Regions from separate parts of the Mus musculus genome. Here region 1 is linked to region 2. The links are chromatin contacts, called in public HiChIP or PLAC-seq maps. All regions are on one chromosome and are shown on one strand. The core of a region is the stretch at or near the end of the contact, and the rest is flanking DNA. Distances in the headings are between cores, read along the strand shown.

What was found. HiChIP or PLAC-seq counts read pairs in DNA pulled down with a chosen protein or histone mark.
Region 1: a contact with region 2 is called in an H3K27ac HiChIP or PLAC-seq map of the HPC-7 cell line, with 8 times the contacts expected there. The contact joins two enhancer-like sites. A contact is called at or near these places in 7 of 39 promoter capture datasets (the C10 cell line, the HPC-7 cell line, cranial neural crest and 4 more), 3 of 115 datasets of contacts at active chromatin or transcription factors (the HPC-7 cell line, bone marrow-derived macrophages and embryonic basal ganglia) and 2 of 9 other capture datasets (embryonic stem cells and liver).

What each region holds. Positions count from the first base shown.
Region 1 is chr4:59,563,269-59,567,336 of GRCm38.p6, reverse strand. No RefSeq gene overlaps it. Among named protein-coding and RNA genes, the nearest start is that of Ptbp3, 16 kb to the right of the region's middle. Within about 2 kb of position 1,721, at least 28 of the 459 cell types and tissues checked have an H3K27ac peak or open chromatin away from gene starts, as enhancers often do. A contact at or near this core is called in the HPC-7 cell line and bone marrow-derived macrophages, where this site is marked.
Region 2 is chr4:59,149,140-59,153,293 of GRCm38.p6, reverse strand. No RefSeq gene overlaps it. Among named protein-coding and RNA genes, the nearest start is that of Shoc1, 12 kb to the right of the region's middle. Within about 2 kb of position 2,118, at least 21 of the 459 cell types and tissues checked have an H3K27ac peak or open chromatin away from gene starts, as enhancers often do. A contact at or near this core is called in the HPC-7 cell line and bone marrow-derived macrophages, where this site is marked.

The DNA of each region.
Region 1 (4,068 bases), core at 472-2,971, 410 kb before region 2:
GTCCTGGAACTCACTTTGTAGACCAGGCTGGCCTCGAACTCAGAAATCTGCCTGCCTCTGCCTCCCAAGTGCTGGGATTAAAGGCATGTGCCACCACGCCCTGCAGGTCTTATTTTTGAGGTCCAGGCTAGCCTTAAATTGATGGCAGCTTTCTGAGTACTGGGACTGCAGGCATGAACCATTTCTTGGCTGCAATATGTGTGAGTACAGATATATTAAACATATACATTGATCTTTAGTGTGTAGATTTTAAGTGGATTACTGGATCATAGGGTGCTTCAAGTTCTAGTTATCCATAGGCTTAGATTTTTTTAAAAACCTACTTTAATAAGGGTTCTCAAATGCTTTGACTCTCCTTTCTATCTAGCTCACTGTCCAAAGGTAGGGAGAAAAGATTTGGACAAGGGGATGCGGACCTGTTTAGAAGTAGTTCATTGGGGTCATTTCAATCTCCATTTGTCAGGATGCCAGCAGTCCAGTTCAGTGGTGTCAGGATAGAAAGCATGAATCAGCAGTGGTGGCACGATCCAGCAGAAACTGCCAGGCATCCACCAAATCAGCAGGAGTCAGTGGAAGCGACCAGGACCAGCTGGAGTTCTCTGCCATGCCTCTCTCACAAAGTGAAGACCAGTGAAGACGCAAGACCAACAAAGAGCTATGCAGTTGTATTGTCACTGTCTGCTGAGTCCTATTTACACTCTTTCCAAACACCATGTATCCTCTCACAGGTCTTGCCTCAGCAAAACACCACCTAAGTCTGCACCATATGACACAACCAGAAACTTGCTCGTCAATTATCTGAGACACTTCAATGAAGTTACCCATAATAGTAGCAATATTAATTCATATGTTCACCAACAGCATGTGAGTCTCCCTTTCTTTTCATATTCACCAGTTATTTGGTATATTTTTTTAAATCTATTATTTATTTGTGTGTATGGTCAATTATTGCTTTCGTTTCCTGTGCTTTAAGGGTCAGACCCAAAAGATCTTCGTCAATACTGTTGTTCTAAGGCATTTCTCCTCTATTTCCTTCCACTGGTTACATAGTTTGGGGTCTTAAATTTAAGCTCACTGGCTAGTCTAGCTGGGCTGGCCAAGGAGCCCCAAGGGATCCAACTGTCTCTGCCACCCAACAGGCCACCACTCGGGACTTTTTGTATAAGGATTCTGGAAATTAACTCAGGTCCCTGTGTTTTCAGTGTGAGCATTTTACTACCCGAGCCTCCATAGCCCCAGGCTTGTCATAGAATGTGCTTATTTGTAATTTCTTTCTTTTTCACTAAGTTCTGCTTTGTTCTTATCTTCTAGTTCCGAATGATACATTGTTCCGTTGTGTGTCTGCAATCTACTTTGTTGATGCAAGCACTCTTTCCTGTAGACTTCCTCTGAGCACTGTTTTTGTTTTTTTGTTTTTTTGTTTCTTTAACTGAATCCTGAAGGTTTCAATATGCTGTGTTTTCATTTTCATTCCTTTCAAGACATTTTAAACTTCCCCTTTTTATTTTTCAATGGCTTGTTCATTCATGAGAATGTTGCTTAATTTACACGTATTTGTACAATTTCTAAAGCTTCTCTTGCTGACTCTTATCTCAGAGAAGATAATGCCACGATTTAAATTCTACTGAATTTGCTGAGATTCGAATTATATATATCCTAGCCTATGGTCTACCCTAGAGGATGGCTCACTTGCTGACGAGAAGAAAGTGTATACCCTACAGCTTATTCTGCAGCCTGCTGGGGACAGGCAAGGTCAACAGTCTGTTAGACCATTTTGGCATATAGTATAGACTTAATGTTTCCTTGTGGATATTTTGGTTTGGATAATTATATATTAATAGAAGATATAAAAAGGGTCTGAATATATTCTAATTTGTCTCTCTTTTTATAGCTAATAGTGCTTGTATTCTATAGCTGAGTGCTGCTGAGTTCATTGTGTATTTATGAATTTAGAATAGCTATTTCTTCCTGTTGAATTCTTTCCTTTATTATTTTATTCACTCATTAATGAAGAGACAGCTTCATTGACTGTTGGATTTTTTTTTTTTTTAAAGACATGGTCTTATGAATCCCAGGCTGAGTTTTCAAGACAGGGTTTCTCTTTGTAGTTCTGGCTGTCTGGAACTTTCTCTGTAGACTAGGCTCACAGAGATCTGCCTGCCTCTGCCTCTGCCTCTGCCTCTGCCTCTGCCTCTGCCTCTGCCTCTGCCTCTGCCTCTGCCTCTGCCTCTGCCTCTGCCTCTGCCTCTGCCTCTGCCTCTGCCTCTGCCTCTGCCTCTGCCTCTGCCGAGTGCTGCGATTAAACTACAGCCCACCAACACTAACCTTTTGGCCTTGCCTCTACCTCCTTCGTGCTAAGATTACAGACACATACAGTTTATTCAACAGTTTGTTATTTACTTATTTTTTTTTTATTTTTTTGAGATAAGGGTCTCACTATGTAGCTCTGGCTGGTTTAGAACTAGCTATGTAGACCAGGCTGGCCTTAAACTCACAGAGATTCATCCACCTGCTTTAGCACTTGCCTCTGCTGGGATTAAAAGAGTACACCACCACGCCCAGCTCATTAACGTTTTAAATATAAATTTTAATCTAACACAATTAAATTCTGAGTTAAATTTAATACAATTATAGTAACTCCGATTTCCTTTTGACTTACGTTTGCATGGTGCTCTTTTCCCACCCCTCCCTTTTTTATCTGTGTATTCCTTTCCCAGCGAAGATGCTTTCCTATAGACCACATGTAACTGTCTGCATTTTTTAAAGTCCATCCAGTGAGCCTTTCTCACTGATACCTTTCATTGAGTAAATAATCTGTTTGTATCCAAGGTGGTTGTTGATAAGTGAGGAGACGCTTACTGGTTTTTCTCCTGGTGGTTCTGGGTACATTTGTTCCTTTCTTGCTGTCTCTGTGGTTTGGTGGTTTTCAGAATGCTGAGGTTTGATTTTCTTTCCCAGGTGTGTGTGCTCTGTTGTGAGCTTTCACACGTGCTCACACCTCCCAGAGTGGATAGCAGCCTTCCACTGATGGGGTACGACACCTCTCATTGTTTCTATGGGGCCAGTCTGGTGGAGATGAATCCCCTTCATTTTTGCCTGTTTGAGGATGTGGGATGTCCTGATTTCTGCTTCACTTCTGAGTGCATGAGTGAGGTTTCTATCCCCCACCTTTCAGTGTGTACTGCCCCCCACTTCTCTCCATTTGATGAGAAGTTTTTTTTTTCCTTTTTTAAAAAATTAGATATCGTCTTTATTTGCATTTCAAATGTTATCCCCCTCGTTTCCCCTCCCCCTACTCACCAACCCACCCACTCCCACTTCCCTGTCCTGGCATTCCCCTACACAGGGGCATCAAGCCTTCTCAGCACCAAGGACTTCTCTCATTGATGTCTGACAAGGCCATCCTCTGCTACATATGCAGCTGGAGCCATGGGTCCCTCCATGCGTTCTCTTTGGTTGGTGGTTTAGTCCCTGGGAGCTCTGGGGGGTGGGGGGGACTGGCTGGTTCATATTGTTATTCCTGTGAGGAGTTTCAAGAGAATAAACTTTAAGCTCAGAAGTTGCTTGGTATTGTGGTTGTTGTTTTGTTGTTTGCTTTTTTTTCCTTTTTGATTGGTGCTGCTCCCTTCCCCTCCAAGACAGATCAGGTCTCACTGTGAAGCCCTAGCTGTCCTGGAATTTACTGTATAGACCAGGCTGTCCTCAACCACATAGAGATGCTTCTGCCTCTGCCTCCCGAGTGCTGGGATTAAAGTTGTGTGTCACTACAATGCTTGGCCTACTGTAGTAGTTCTTAACCTTGAATACAGATTAAAATAACTTGGGAGAACTTTAGAACGTTTCTGAGTTCGAGTCTTACCTAAAGGGATTCTCATGAAATCAGCAGGGGACTGTGCCAGTCGCTTTTCTTTTAATCTAATGAACACCTAAGATAATCAGCTTATGGAGAGGTTTGGAGTTTCCAGTCCATGCACTCTAGCCCAAATGCTTTTATTTTAGTTCCATGTGAGGAGGCACACACATCACTGGAGAACCGTGTGGCAGAGCTTCATGTCTCATGAGTAAACT
Region 2 (4,154 bases), core at 869-3,368:
TTAGTAAGTTTATAAAATTGTGTTTCACTCCCACAATCCAGGTTTAGAATGTCTCTATATCCCCAAAAGATAACATGTTTAATTTAGTCAGTACTGGTTCGATTCCTCAGGTTCATGAAATCACTAATTTGTATGTCTCTAGATTTTCTTTTTTGGATATTTCATATAAATAAACAATACGTTCTTACTTACAATAAGTCTATAAGCTTTTACTGTTTACTTTACAGTGTGTGGTCTGTTTTATTGAATCCGATGTTTGCATTCAGCCATGCTGTATAAGGTGTTCATTGCTTTCTCAGATGATATTTGGGAGGGTGGCGCTTTGCGTTATTATATTTTTAATTTATTTTGTTTGGCTTTGAGATAGGGCCTCGTTCTGTAGCCCTGTCCGGCCTGCAACTCACAGAGATCTACCTGAGTCTGTCTCCTGTGTGCTGGGATTAAAGTGCTTTACCACTTCTTAGTCTTTTGGCAAGAGTCTGGCTATGTGGTCCAGGCCTACAGTTGTGATCCTCCTGCCTCAGCTTTCTGAGTCCTGGTGTTGGAGGCAACTGCCAACATATCTACTTTGTATTTTCTTATTTCCAGATTTTTGAGTTGTCTATTTTAGATATGCCCTTGTTCTAGATCCATTTATACCTATGCTGTTTTATAATCTTATATTTTAAAAGGAAGTTGTTCTACTTGATGTATTTAAATATCCTCACTTTGGTTTGATTGTCCATAGGAAACTACTCTGGGTGAAGTGCTATTTTGGTTGTTGTCACCTCTATTCATTCACGGTAAGTTCATGGTTTGGAATTTAAGTGGGAACTTATTACACTATCTGGCCCTCCTCACTCTTCCTTCCCTATTTGCTGTTTTATTTATTCACTATGCACCCTCAGGCCCTTCTTCAGAACTCCATCTCACAGAAGTAGGGTGCAGATGACATTAAAGACAGGGAAACTTGCTGGGCAGTGGTGGGGCACACCTTTAATCCCAGTACTCTTAAGGCAGAAACAGGCAGATTTCTTGTGAGTTCAAGGCCAGCCTGGTCTATAGAGCAAGTGCCAGGGTATCCAGAGCTACACAGAGAAACCATGTCTCAAAAAGACCAAAACCAAAACCAAACCAAACCACGAATAGGGAAGGTCTAGTTACAGCCAGCATATGGTGTGCTGGCTCATTTCCTGGTTGGAAGGCTATAACCTGGGCCTGGACCCACTGCACTTTATGCCTACAGCTCATTAGAACTTTTGATCCCAAGCAGCAGTTAGGAGCACACTTCCATCATTCTTCACAGAGCTCAAGGGTGTGTGTTTGTCTATCTCACACATAACATTTACAACCTCTCTCAAAACCAAACTTCCAGCTCCAGTGCTTGTCACTGGTCTGTGTTCCCATTCCTTTATTAGATTTTATGTATCTGGTGTTTGAGTGTTATTATATCTTTTGGTGTTCTCCATTTGTACTATATATAAATGATATTTAATATTTATAAATATTTAAACGGTTGATGAGGATTGTGAGACTAAAAGAGGAAATCAAGCTCAAGAGAAGCAGATTGTCCCTTTTAGAACAACGAAGGGCAGCAATCTTTCCTTGGGAGAGGAAACAGCATGGCAAGGGTGTGCCTGTTTTGGGGGGGTGTTAAATGGCAGAAAATGGAACTTTGGGGGTGTAAAACACCATATGCAGATCTTCTCCCAATACCTCAGGTAAACACCATGGAGGTTCTGACATGTTGACTTTCCTGTCAGAAGGTTGCCAGCTTCTAACTGCCTACTGTGTCAACTTCTCTGTTTGGAGTTTCTCAGCTTGCCTGAGGCTTTTAGGTCATTAACCTTTCCATGAATAGAGGTGTAGGGACAGCAATGGTCTGTCATGGTGAAATTGTCCCATCTGCCATCCTCATTTGAAGTCTGTCTCACAGGTGGGTTGTGACTTTCCTAAGTATTTCTTAATATAGATTCCAGGACTTCTAACAGTTTGGAAAACCATTTGCCTTTTCCTCAAAATCTCCAAGTTTTCAGACTTTATATTGAAAGACATATTCTGGAAGATATCCTAGAGGCATTTAGGATCAGAAAGAGTTAATATTTTAGGCCTTGCGGGAGGGGGTTACCAAGCTTTATGTCTGGTTCAAAAGTCATCAGTATATACAGCAGAACGGGACACTGAAGGGAAACATACTTCCCTACAGGAAGTGGTCAAGATTTTGCATAAAATCTGCAGGAGAAGATAAGTTCATTTTCGGTAGAATAAGAAACATCTGAATATCGCTCGTTTGTTTCTAGTGTAGATTTAATTAGCTGTTCCTGAATTTTGCATTCCCTTGAGCCATGGTCAAATGATTGAGGCCATTATGGAGCTCAGGTTCAGAATATCTGTCCCAGACAGAACCAATGTGCTTCGCTTGGGGCAGGACTGCTGAGATACCTTTCCTGTAGGACAATGGGGTGTAAAAACTATTTCTACTTTTGTCTCCCTTGTTTTTAAACGAGGCATGGGCTAATTGCCTGCTCAGCACTTAAAGGACAGAGACAAGGGAGCTAGGCAGTCTTACATCATGAGAGGGAAGTTTCTAGGTTGATCTCAGTTGTTTTATTATCACCTGACTTCAAACTTATAAACTGATCTTTAAAGCCTAACTTTGACTCCTACACGAAATAATGTGGCAGTCAGAGTTACCTGGCATTATGAAGAGGGCATTCCCTAGACCAGGTGACCGACAAAGCTTCCAATGGGAAGGGCTTGGGTGATAGGAGTTTTACATATTTTGAAGCTATCATATGGACTAACATCATTTTCATCTTTATGAGGTGGCTTAGACAGAACCAGATGAACTGCTCATAGACTAGTAACTTCCACAATATATGGAATGGCGCTGGGCATGGTGATGCACATCGCTAAGCACAGCATTTGGGAGGCTGAGGCAGGTGGATTCCCTAAGTCTGAGGCCACCTTGATCTACATAATGAGCTTCACAACAGCTAAGGCTACATACAGAGAACCTGCCTCAATAAAAACAAGAACAAAACAAAGCAAAACAAGCCCCAACTATTCTGAATGCTTTCATGGAGAAATCTATATTTTATAATTTTTTTAACCAACTATCTCCCCAGCCTTATTTTTGTCTACTTTTTGGTGGACACAGAACTTTTAAAAACTAGATTCTTAAAAATTACCATAAAATTAAGCAAAAACTTCCCTTTAAACCATACATAAGTATATCATTGCTATATAATTCATAACAGTAATCATATTTATATGATCATCCCAAACTGAAATTCCCATATATTACCTATTAAACAATATCTCTCGATTTTTTCCAATACCTTCCCCTACAGCTCCTGGTAACCACTGTGAATTTTCTGCCTTTATAAATTTGATTATTTTAAATATGTCATACTACTAGAATCATATAGTATGAATCCTTTTGCATTTAGTTCATATAATTTTATAAGTTTCATTTTATAGGTTCATGCATTTTGTAGGTCATTTTGTGCACAGGTTCAATGAAGTATGAACATTCATGTAGTGATATAATTGGATAAGAAGAGTAATGTGTAATGCTAATGGGTAGAGTTAAGAAACATTTAGATTCTTTCTAGCCTCTCTGTGTAGCATTCCTTCATTGTAGGTATATGAAGGGGCCTCTGAAATAGTGGTCCTATGATTTTTATTATATCATGTATGTCAGAGAATTTATTGGACACTTTGAGATAGAAAGGCGCTTGGAGTTGGGGCAATATGTTTAGACTTCATTACTTGCTTTGGGGAAAACAAGTAAGTTTCCATGGCCTGTCTTGGAGAAGAGAAATTTTCATCTGCATAGTTTAAGAGGTTCCTGAGTCAGGGGTCAGAGGAGAATTTTGTTTTGGACACCTCCACTTTATTCTTTTCTGAACCCCAACGATGCTTCAAAAAGAAGCTGCTCATCATCTGACGGTGCTGCCTGCAGCGCTTGGGAAGCTGCAGCCCGGATGCTTGACATGAGGCAAGCCTGAGTCAGACTGTGAGAGTCAGCCCTGCTAGATACAGGGCTGCACAAACTGCACCATCCCTCCACCAACCCTGGGGGAAGCCTGCTGATGGGTTTCCTGCTCTGCTCTGCCTCACAGGGCTGAGCAGAGGCAGCTCTTCCACATTCTTCTTGGGAACTTAACTGG